Regions from separate parts of the Sus scrofa genome. Here regions 1 and 2 are each linked to region 3. The links are chromatin contacts, called in public Hi-C and HiChIP or PLAC-seq maps. All regions are on one chromosome and are shown on one strand. Each heading gives the region's core, a stretch centred on a gene start, on an enhancer-like site or on the middle of the called end of the contact. The rest is flanking DNA. Distances are from core to core; before and after follow the strand shown.

Evidence for each region. Hi-C and Micro-C count contacts between places; a contact is called where the count stands out from the background. HiChIP or PLAC-seq counts read pairs in DNA pulled down with a chosen protein or histone mark.
Region 1: a contact with region 3 is called in a Hi-C map of heart right ventricle, with 4 times the contacts expected there. The contact joins the enhancer-like site here to the promoter of CD47 in region 3. A contact is called at or near these places in 2 of 5 promoter capture datasets (fetal skeletal muscle and liver), 3 of 47 Hi-C or Micro-C datasets (blood, embryonic fibroblasts and heart right ventricle) and 1 of 2 datasets of contacts at active chromatin or transcription factors (alveolar macrophages).
Region 2: an H3K27ac HiChIP or PLAC-seq map of alveolar macrophages shows a contact between it and region 3. The contact joins the enhancer-like site here to the promoter of CD47 in region 3. A contact is called at or near these places in 1 of 5 promoter capture datasets (liver), 9 of 47 Hi-C or Micro-C datasets (blood, embryonic fibroblasts, fibroblasts and 4 more) and 1 of 2 datasets of contacts at active chromatin or transcription factors (alveolar macrophages).

The regions. Positions count from the first base shown.
Region 1 is chr13:151,526,148-151,529,136 of Sscrofa11.1, forward strand. No RefSeq gene overlaps it. Among named protein-coding and RNA genes, the nearest start is that of CD47, 98 kb to the left of the region's middle. Within about 2 kb of position 1,569, at least 3 of the 83 cell types and tissues checked have an H3K27ac peak or open chromatin away from gene starts, as enhancers often do.
Region 2 is chr13:151,548,138-151,551,141 of Sscrofa11.1, forward strand. The region is part of intron 2 of LOC106505815 (a long non-coding RNA gene); the gene reads left to right. LOC106505816 (a long non-coding RNA gene) reads right to left here. Exons shown (of 3, transcript XR_001300590.2): 2 at 2,502-2,638. Among named protein-coding and RNA genes, the nearest start is that of CD47, 120 kb to the left of the region's middle. Within about 2 kb of position 1,369, at least 16 of the 83 cell types and tissues checked have an H3K27ac peak or open chromatin away from gene starts, as enhancers often do. A contact at or near this core is called in alveolar macrophages, liver, mesenteric adipose tissue and 2 more, where this site is marked.
Region 3 is chr13:151,428,015-151,430,979 of Sscrofa11.1, forward strand. CD47 (CD47 molecule) reads left to right here and starts at 1,397. Exons shown (of 9, transcript NM_213982.1): 1 at 1,397-1,555. The coding sequence starts at 1,510. It overlaps LOC106505814 (a long non-coding RNA gene), which reads right to left and starts at 862. Exons shown (of 3, transcript XR_002337926.1): 1 at 773-862.

The DNA of each region.
Region 1 (2,989 bases), core at 319-2,818, 98 kb after region 3:
ACAGACCCGGCTCAGATATGGTATTGCTGTGGCTACAGCATAGGCTGACAGCTATAGCTCCGATTGGACCCCTAGCCTGGGATCCTCCATATGCCATTGGTTCGACCCTAAAAAGACAAAAAAGAAAAAAAGAAAGAAAAGCAGGATCTCAGCCCCTACTCTGGGGCTGCCAAACCAGGGTATGCACCTTAGCACTGTAGGAGACTCACACACTCTTTACTATTATTTAATTTTATTTTTATTTTATTTTATTTTATTTTTTGCTTTTTAGGCCTGCACCCACAGCATATGGAGGTTCCCAGGCTAGGGATCCAATCGGAGCTGTAGCTGCCAGCCTATGCCAGCAACTTGGGATCCTAGCCGAGTCTGTGACCTACACCACAGCTCAAGGCAACACCAGGGACCTCTGACCAAGGCCGGGGATCAAACGCACATCCTCATGGATATGAATCGGGTTCATTTCTGCTGCTCCACAACAGGAACTCCTCGCACACACTTTAAAGTTGTGAAGCACTCTTCTAGATATTTTCAACCACTTACATATACAGAAAATATGTCTCATATCCTCCAGAGCTCACATGAGGATACAGTACAGGGAGAAAAAAAACTCTTGGGGAATGCAGAGAGAGATAAAGAGAAGAGTGTTTAAGAGGAATATTTGGAATGTTTGAGGGGAAAAAAAAAATTCATACTTCTCTGTTTTGCCAAAGATCAGCACTGGGCATCCATCTTTATAGTTGAAGCCAAGAGAAACATCCTCCAAGTGTATAATTTTGAATAGGAAATCCGGGGTTTTCTCCAATTCCAGTGCTAGGCTGAGATAGGAAGCAGAGCAGGACCCCAGCTTCCCCATTCCTGAGATTACGGTTCCAGAAGCATTGTTTAAGAAATAGATAACTGGTTTGGCAAAAATAAGACACATTCATTGTTGCTCTCCCCACAAACGGAATCAGTGAGTGTCTGGCCTCAAGATGCATTTCCAGCCTTGGACAGAAATGTTTAAGACATGTCGGTAGGGGAAGAAAATCGTACCTTTAGCAGGTAACCATGATACAACCCAAGTTTCTTTCTGTTTTAACTTCCTAGTGCTAAGGCTGCTGGCTGGCTGCAGAATAGAAGGAGGTTAAGTGCCTGGCTTTGCAAACAATGCTTTCTCATTTGCAGAAGATGGGTGAAGGTCAGCAACCAGAACGTCTGAAAGTGAGACACATCGCTCTTCCGGACACTTCCATTGCTAGGCGTGCTGTCCTGAAGATGAATTTCTCCCTGGGAAAGCACCAGATAATGGCACGGCAGAAAGGGGGGGGGCCATACCTGCAAAGGTGGGCCTTTACTGCACTTTGTCTGGCTGACACTGTGTCAGGGATGAAATAAGTTGGAGGGATAAGTGTGCTCACACCCTGCTCTGGTTAAGTAGCATTGCCCTCTGTTATTTTCCTTTTCCATTCAGACACTCCATTTTTGTGACCCAGGAAATCCAGGGCTTGCAGCCAGACACTGTGCTGTGGACACGGGGACTCTGCTTGGCCAAACTGCTAGGTATGACAACCCAGAATTAGAAGTGGAGTCGGGGCGATGCGTCACTTGCCACTCTCAGAGCTCTAGAGACAGGCTGCGTTAATCATGCCAGCCACATCCATCAGGCCCTTCTTATTTGGCCATGGCTCAGAGGCACAGCCAGGGTCTCCTGATAAATTAAATCCAACAGTTCTGTGATAAGGATGACACAGGTGAATGGGCGACAAAAGTGTACAGTCTTAGCCATGTGTCCACAGTAATAAAAAAGTGGAGGGAGAAAAGGTCTGCTGACTGCCAAGAGCCAGAGACTTTTCTTTTCTGCTTCTTTCCTTCCTTCCTGTCTTCTCTCTCTCTCTCTACACACACACACACACACACACACACACACACATAATCTTATTAAACTTCCACCATAGCCCTGCGTAGAAGGAAGTTACTATTATCCCTGAGTTCACCTGAGGGTACAGAAGCGCAGAGAAGTTAATAAATGCGTCCAAGGTCACACAGTTTATAGCAGTAAAGCTGGTGTGGAAATCCAGGTCTAGGAGCTTGGCAGAAATAATTAGAATAGAGAAGAAGATAAATAGTAAGGAACTGAGTCAGGGGCATAGAGAAGATGAAAAGAGAAAGAATAAAAAAGAGAGGAGATAAAGAATAAGAGATCAGGAGCAGAAAGCAAGCTGACTCCGTCACGGAGTTCCAGCACTGGGCTCTCAGCCTTGCCTGTCCAGGCTAGTGACTTGGGCCAAGTCTTATCACCCCAGCCTCTTAATCCATGCCATGAGTTTGGAGACAGCCAGCCAGCTGCGTCACTGGTTTGTTTTCAGAATCAAATAAGACTCGGTGTGGGAAGTTATGCAAAACTGGACATGCTGAACAAACAGAAGCTCTTCAGATGGCATTTAGATGATGGATGAAACTCAGAAGGCCAGGCTCCCAGGATAAAAGGAATGAGACCAAGTGGTGAACTGAGCTGCGAGGAACCTCTACCTCAGATCTGGAGCCAACTTGGAGGACAAACCTGTTAAGTTCACCTCTCGCGGGATCGACCCCCAGCCGCCTGAGGGTAGGGGTGAGTAAATCCAGGCATCTGCTCCAGGTGGAGACAGCTGAGTGCCCTGGTCACCTTCCCACTGAGGTTTCCGAGCTCGAAAACCCTTCTCCCCAATTCTGCATGGGAATCAAGACTAATCACCCCCTTTCTTCCTGGGCCAGAGGAATGTCATTGAGTTGTCATCACTAACATCAGCCTGGAAAGATAGTGAAGTGAAAATGCAGTAAATATAGGGGTGGGGGCCGCCAGGGGGAGAGAACTAGGAGGAAGGAAACCGGAAGTTTAAATCCAATCCCATGCAAGGCGATCCCATGACTCCATTCAGAAATTGAGAAGAAAGTACCGAAGGGGCTTTTTAGTGAAATAAGATCTGGAAAGAAGCCAGAAAGGGCAGTAAGTTAGTTGGAAAACTTTCTC
Region 2 (3,004 bases), core at 119-2,618, 120 kb after region 3:
GTGCAGCCCTAAAAAGACCAAAAAAAAAAAAAAAAAAGAATTTTAAAGGCCCTTTTACTCTTTATCTAGTTATTCCCTTTTTTTGAAACAGCCTAAACAAATAATAATTAATGCAAAGATCCATGAGTGAAGATGTTTATTATCATGTTACTTATAAAAGGTGAAAAATTCCTAACAGTTCAGATGCTCAAAAATTAGAGCTTGGTTAGGTAACTTATGAAAATCCATACTATGGATGTAATGGAACTATTAAAATGATAGTTATAAAGAGTATTTTATATCATTGGTATATGTCTATGACATAATTTTAAGAGGGGGAAAAACAAGCTAGTAAACTTTATATGCAATATAAACTCAGCTATATAAAATATGTATTATGCATAGAAAGAGAAAATAGATTAAAAACTAACTTTGAGTGATAAGATTATGTTCAAGTTTTAGTCCTTTCTTTTTTCCAATTTTATCTCCAAGTTTTCTACACAAGCAAGCAGTTAATTTTTAATATAAAAAAAGAGAAATGCCTATGCATGTATGAGCACATGTGCGTGAATATTCCTATATGCACCCATGTAGGCTCTCACACACTTGGTGTCTTGACAGGAAAGCAGCTTGCTCTTGCACAATGGCTGTCATTTGTGTTACAAGTTCAATATTCGTATTACTTTTTGTTTTCTAGCGTGAATAATAGTTGCAGAGCTATTTGCACACACACATACACAGCATGTACACACCATATACGAACACAAGTGCACCCACACACCACTAAAATCTTTGTGGACAGGATTTGAGACGAAATAGAATGGAATATATAAAACTCCCTCTCCAAATGTTTCCTCTCTTTCTCTCTTCCTTCCTCTTTTTTCCTCCCCTTTTTTTTTCCCTTTCTTCCAATCACTCTTCCACTCCCTAATGCCTGAAGAGTGAATGTGAAAGACACGCATAGGGGAGGGGACAGCAAGGCTAGCAGATTGCCTTGGCAGGATTAGAGGGTAGTCGTGTCAGTTAGCATGGAGCCAAAACACTGCTGAGGTTGGGTCCAGCCTGTGCTGGAGAAGGGCTTCAGAGGCAGAGAGCTTGGATTCAATGAGACGGCCATTTGGAGCCCCAGTAGGCGCCCCAGCAGGAAGCACCCACATTCCAGAGAAGACCAATGGGAAAGAAGGCCGAGAGCCAAGGTACAGGCCTGGCGGCCAGTCTCTTCTCATCTCCGGAGCGCCAGGAAACTCGGGCTTGGCACAGAGTTGTTCTCTTTCAGTGGGTAGAGGGGGCTATTTCCTCTCCCCTTTCCCAATATTCCAGCTTCATGTAAAACAGAGGTCACGGATTCAAAGGCCTCAGGATTCGGCTGTTATGCAAGTGAGACAGGCCAAGTGTGATGAAACACAGAGTGACAGGGACTGCGGCCTAGTGGGACGGCTGATCTGAATGTTCTATGTACTTTCAGGCCAGCGCTTTTGCTCAGTGGGTATGAAGCCAAGAGTTGCAGGTCTTCCAATTTTTCAAAGGAAGCTGAATATCCAAAGGCGCTTGGAATTCTAGGGTGTGTGTGTGTGTGTGTGTGTGTGTGTGTGTGTGTGTATGAAAGATCTCAATTTTTCAAACGTTGGCTCAATTAAAAAAAAAAACAGCAGTGAGTAGACCAAATAAAACATGTCTGCTGGCTGGGTTTACTATGTGGTCCATTGGTTGGGGAATTTCTGAAGTAAAACTAAGTAAAACTGCCTCCCTTCTTCCCTTATGGCTAGTAGGAAACATGGTATCTCTTTAAAGAGGCAAATATTTCATTCCTGCTGTGTGCACGGCATACCCTACACACTATAAGGGATATGTGAGAAATACTCAGTTATTCTAGGCCTTCTGGGAAGTTAAGATACTGCTGAAGCAATAAGCTATTCAGGAAAGTCAGGTAATAGTGCTACACAGAATTCTGGTATTAAGGCCTAAATGGATCAGATTAAATATACCAAAGTCACCTTAAAAAGAAAGAAGGGTTTTTAGATTTTTATCGAAACTTGTTTGTGGTAAAGCCAGTGGTGTGGAAGTATCCAGGGTATTGTTCACTTTTACATTCCTAGAACTTGGCACATGGTAAATCATGTTCAACAAATATTTCTTGAATAAAAGGATAAAATTAATGAGTCACAGAAGGGAAAAACTAAGTCTTGTGAGCTTAGAAAAATGGGTAAAAAGAGAAGCAGGTATTTTCACTGTTGATGACAATATACAATAGAGAGACACTGAATTTAGGGGCCGGAGTATCTGGTCAGTAGGGTCTCCATTCCTGCTAGGGAGCAAGGGGGTGTAACTAGTTCTCACTGTAACCCATATTAAATAGTCCACAAGGCTATTTTCCTTCTGCTGAAAGTTTTAGTCAGCCTCCTAATGACCAATTAAGCTTTCCTGACATTTGATGGAGGGGGCGAAGGACCCAGGATAGGGGGCCCTCGTGTTCTGCTTATGTGCTTGGCCTCGTCTTTTTTATAATGAGTATCCTGACTTACACAGGGTGCTGAGAGAGTCTGGTTAGCAGTACTCCAACTCTCTGGGTCAGATGCCACTCTTCAGGATCTTGTCTTGGTAACTTGCAAGTGACCTTCCTTGCTGGTGCCTCTAATTCATCGTCCCTTTTCTCCTGGAACTGACATCACAGAATAATGGCCTCAGTGAGCAAAGCAGACAGAACACACAGTTGTAGATCAAAGAAGGCAGCAGTTTTGAGTAGTCAAGAGAAGGCTCATGGAGCTCCCATCCTGGCGTGGTGGAAACAAATCCGACTAGGAACCATGAGATTTTGGGTTCAATCCCTGGCTTCACTCAGTGGGTTAAGGATCCGGCGTTGCCGTGAGCTGTGGTGTAGGTCATAGACAGGCTTGGATCTGGCGTGGCTGTGGTGTAGGCTGGCAGCTGTATCTCCAATTCGACTCCTAGCCTGGGAACCTCCATATGCCATGGGCGCGGCCCTAAAAAGCAAAAAAAAAAAAAAAAAAAAAAAAGCAAAGGCTCA
Region 3 (2,965 bases), core at 147-2,646:
ATTTTAAAGAATAATGCTGTAGGGAAGATGTTTACACACACACACAATTACAAGGAAGAGTTGTATAATACATACAGTATATACACACTCTTACAGAGGGTCAGAGTGGCAATTTTATTTCCTGCATTTTATCACTATAGGATGCAATGGAGGAGACGCCATGGATAGAGGATTTGGAGGAATAGAATATTGCTTTTTTTCCCCTAGCAGATAAGAGAAAAACAACCAAGGGAGCAGGGAGGATATGCACCCCATTAGAGCAGCCACCAGAGCATGACTTTTTGACAAGTTTTCATCATTTCGGATAAATGTTAAAGGGCTTTTGCTTCAGAATGCGGTGTCTGATTCGGTGAGATACTCAAAGGCCTTGTCCATATTGCGACTTGGAGCCACACTTTGAACCCATTTTTTCAAGCAAGCTAAACGCAAACAGTGCAGAGGAGTGCACATGGTGAGGTCACAAACCCGGCTCCATGACATTGCAGGAAAGAACGTCTTGGATACACCTGCTAACATTTTAGACCATGCTTGATTTCCCCTGGGGTTTCGGCATTAACCACATCTCAAAGTGTTTACCATCACTGGTGGAGCTTGAGTAATCCTGTTTAAAGGTTGAAAACACTACCAAACAAGGCCAAAAAGAGAGTAAAAAAGATAGTCAAAAACAGAACCAAAGATCCGCCAGGAAAACAAAAGCAGACGGGGGCAGAACCGAGGAGAGAGCTGGAGCCCAGGAGCAGCAACTGGAAGTTCCCGGCGGCCAGGCACCCACCGTCATCCTGCCCTCGGAGTGGCGCCCTCGCCCGCGTGGGAAGCATAGAGCCGTCCCCCGGCGGTGTGTGCTTTCTGTGGCAGGCCTTGGAGCTCAGGGGAAATGGGCAGAGGCGAGAGGCGTATAGGCGTCGAGGTCGAAGCGCGCGGGAGGACGTCGGACGCCCGGTAAAGAGAGATCAGGGGCTCCTACGGGGGCCGAGGCTCCTAAGTCTGGGTAAACAGCACCTGGGCGGGTTCCTGAAGTGTGAGAGTGGAAGTGAAAGCAGGACAGGACGAGGGGAAGGAGGGCGCCAGGGGGCGGGGGGCGGGCGCTACGAGAGGAAAAAAGGGAACAACGGACAGGGATGCGGGCGCAATGAGATCCCCGCGTGAGCCTGAGAATATACGCTCAGCCTCCAATAGGGGACCGGTACGGGGAAAACGGGGCGTGACCCGGCCGTCCTGCGCGCGCCACTGGCGAGGAGCAGGCGGGAGCCAGGACTTGAAGCGGATAGTCGGAAGGGCGCCGCGTCAACAGCCGCGGCAGCCGGGCGGGGGCGAAGCTGAGTGCGCGTGCGCCGCGCGCGAGCCGGGGAGCGGGCGTGGAGTGGCGGGAGCGCGCGTGCGCGCGCCCAGGCAGCCCGGGCACCGGGTCCTGCCTTTGACGGGAGGAGGCGGCGGGTCCTCTCTGTGACGGCGGCGGTGCCTGCTCCAGACACCTGAGGCGGCGGCGGCAGCCCCGCGGCGGACGCGGAGATGTGGCCCTTGGTGGTGGTGGTGCTGCTGGGCTCGGCGTACTGCGGTGAGTGGTCACTCGCTCTTGGTTCTGCGGCTAGTGTCTAACCGCCCCCGCGGCAGCCCCGCGGCGCCCGGGCGGGTGTGTGGGCTGCACCCTGTCTGGCCTGGCGGCGCCCTGGAGAAGGTGGCAAGGGAGCGGGATGCGCGGGCCCTGCCCGCCCCGGGTGTGGACGTGGGAGGGCCCCGCGGGTAATCGGCGCCCCCCTTCCTTTCTTCCTTTCCCTCCTCTTCTCTTCCCCCTGGGTGGTAGCAGGGCTCATCTTCCCCCGTTCTCCACCTCTGGATGCACACATGGAGAAAGACTTCAAACGGAGCACCTCGCGCAGAAATTAACTGTAGAGAGAAAGGGCGCAATCGGAGCCAACCGTTGGCAGCTGTTAGGGTCCCCCCTCTTTCTCACCCCTCTTCCTTCTCAGTGCTTTAAACGCATTTGAGGTTGAAGGAGGAAGAGTGGGAGGGCCCGAGCCTTTTGCGATGAAAGTGCGCATTTTGGCGAAGTCTTTGAGAAGGGGTTTCTCCGGTTTGCCCTCCCACAGGAATACAGGAGTTACGGGGACGTAAAGGACAAATTAAGTTTCCTTTCCAACCTAGCATTTAATCAGAATAATCTTTTGGCTGCCTTTTTTTTTTTTTTTTTTTTTTTTTTTTACCCTAGAAATAAGCTTCTTCGATGGAAACTCTTTTCTCACTACCCCCAAGCCCCCTCAACCCTTTAATACAGTCCAAATTGCACGTTCAAGTTTTCTTACTGTATTTAGGGGAGCATTTTTAAAAGTAATCTAGATTTCGCTTGAAGTATGAAGACAGTAACCCCTAGTCAAAATTATATTTGCGGCAGGGTGGGATTCGTGTCTTTCGACTCCAAAGGCTTTTTGCCCCCCACCCCCAAGCTTTTAGAATCCGTTTCGCTTTTTGCCTTTTTAAAACGTGTGCTTCGTCTGTAAAATTGAGGAAGGAATACGAATTTTCGTGGCTCTATAGTGCCTGTCATACTTTACATCTATAGAGCCTCTTGAATTAGAGTTAACAGTAACAAGGTATCGTTACATTTGATTCTAGAATGCTGAATTAATTAGATTTTAAACGGCATATTAGCCTCATTGTGCCATTCAAAAAGGCTGTGACTTCAAGTTATTTCCTAAATGCCCTTAAGTCCAGGCTTACCACTTTTCCCACTCTCTGAAACCTCCTGGGATGTCGGAGCTGTTAATAATCAATCTCTATTATCTAAAGGGTTGATATTAGGTAAGGCAGTGTTTCCTGTTATCGTACTTAACAGTTTGTTGTCCATTACTATGATTATAGCTCACATAATACTGCTTTCAGAAACCTGTTGTACGATCAGAAAGCCTTATATCAAAACTCATTATAAATTTATAATAAAATATTTCAATTCAGACCATTGGTCTCAAAG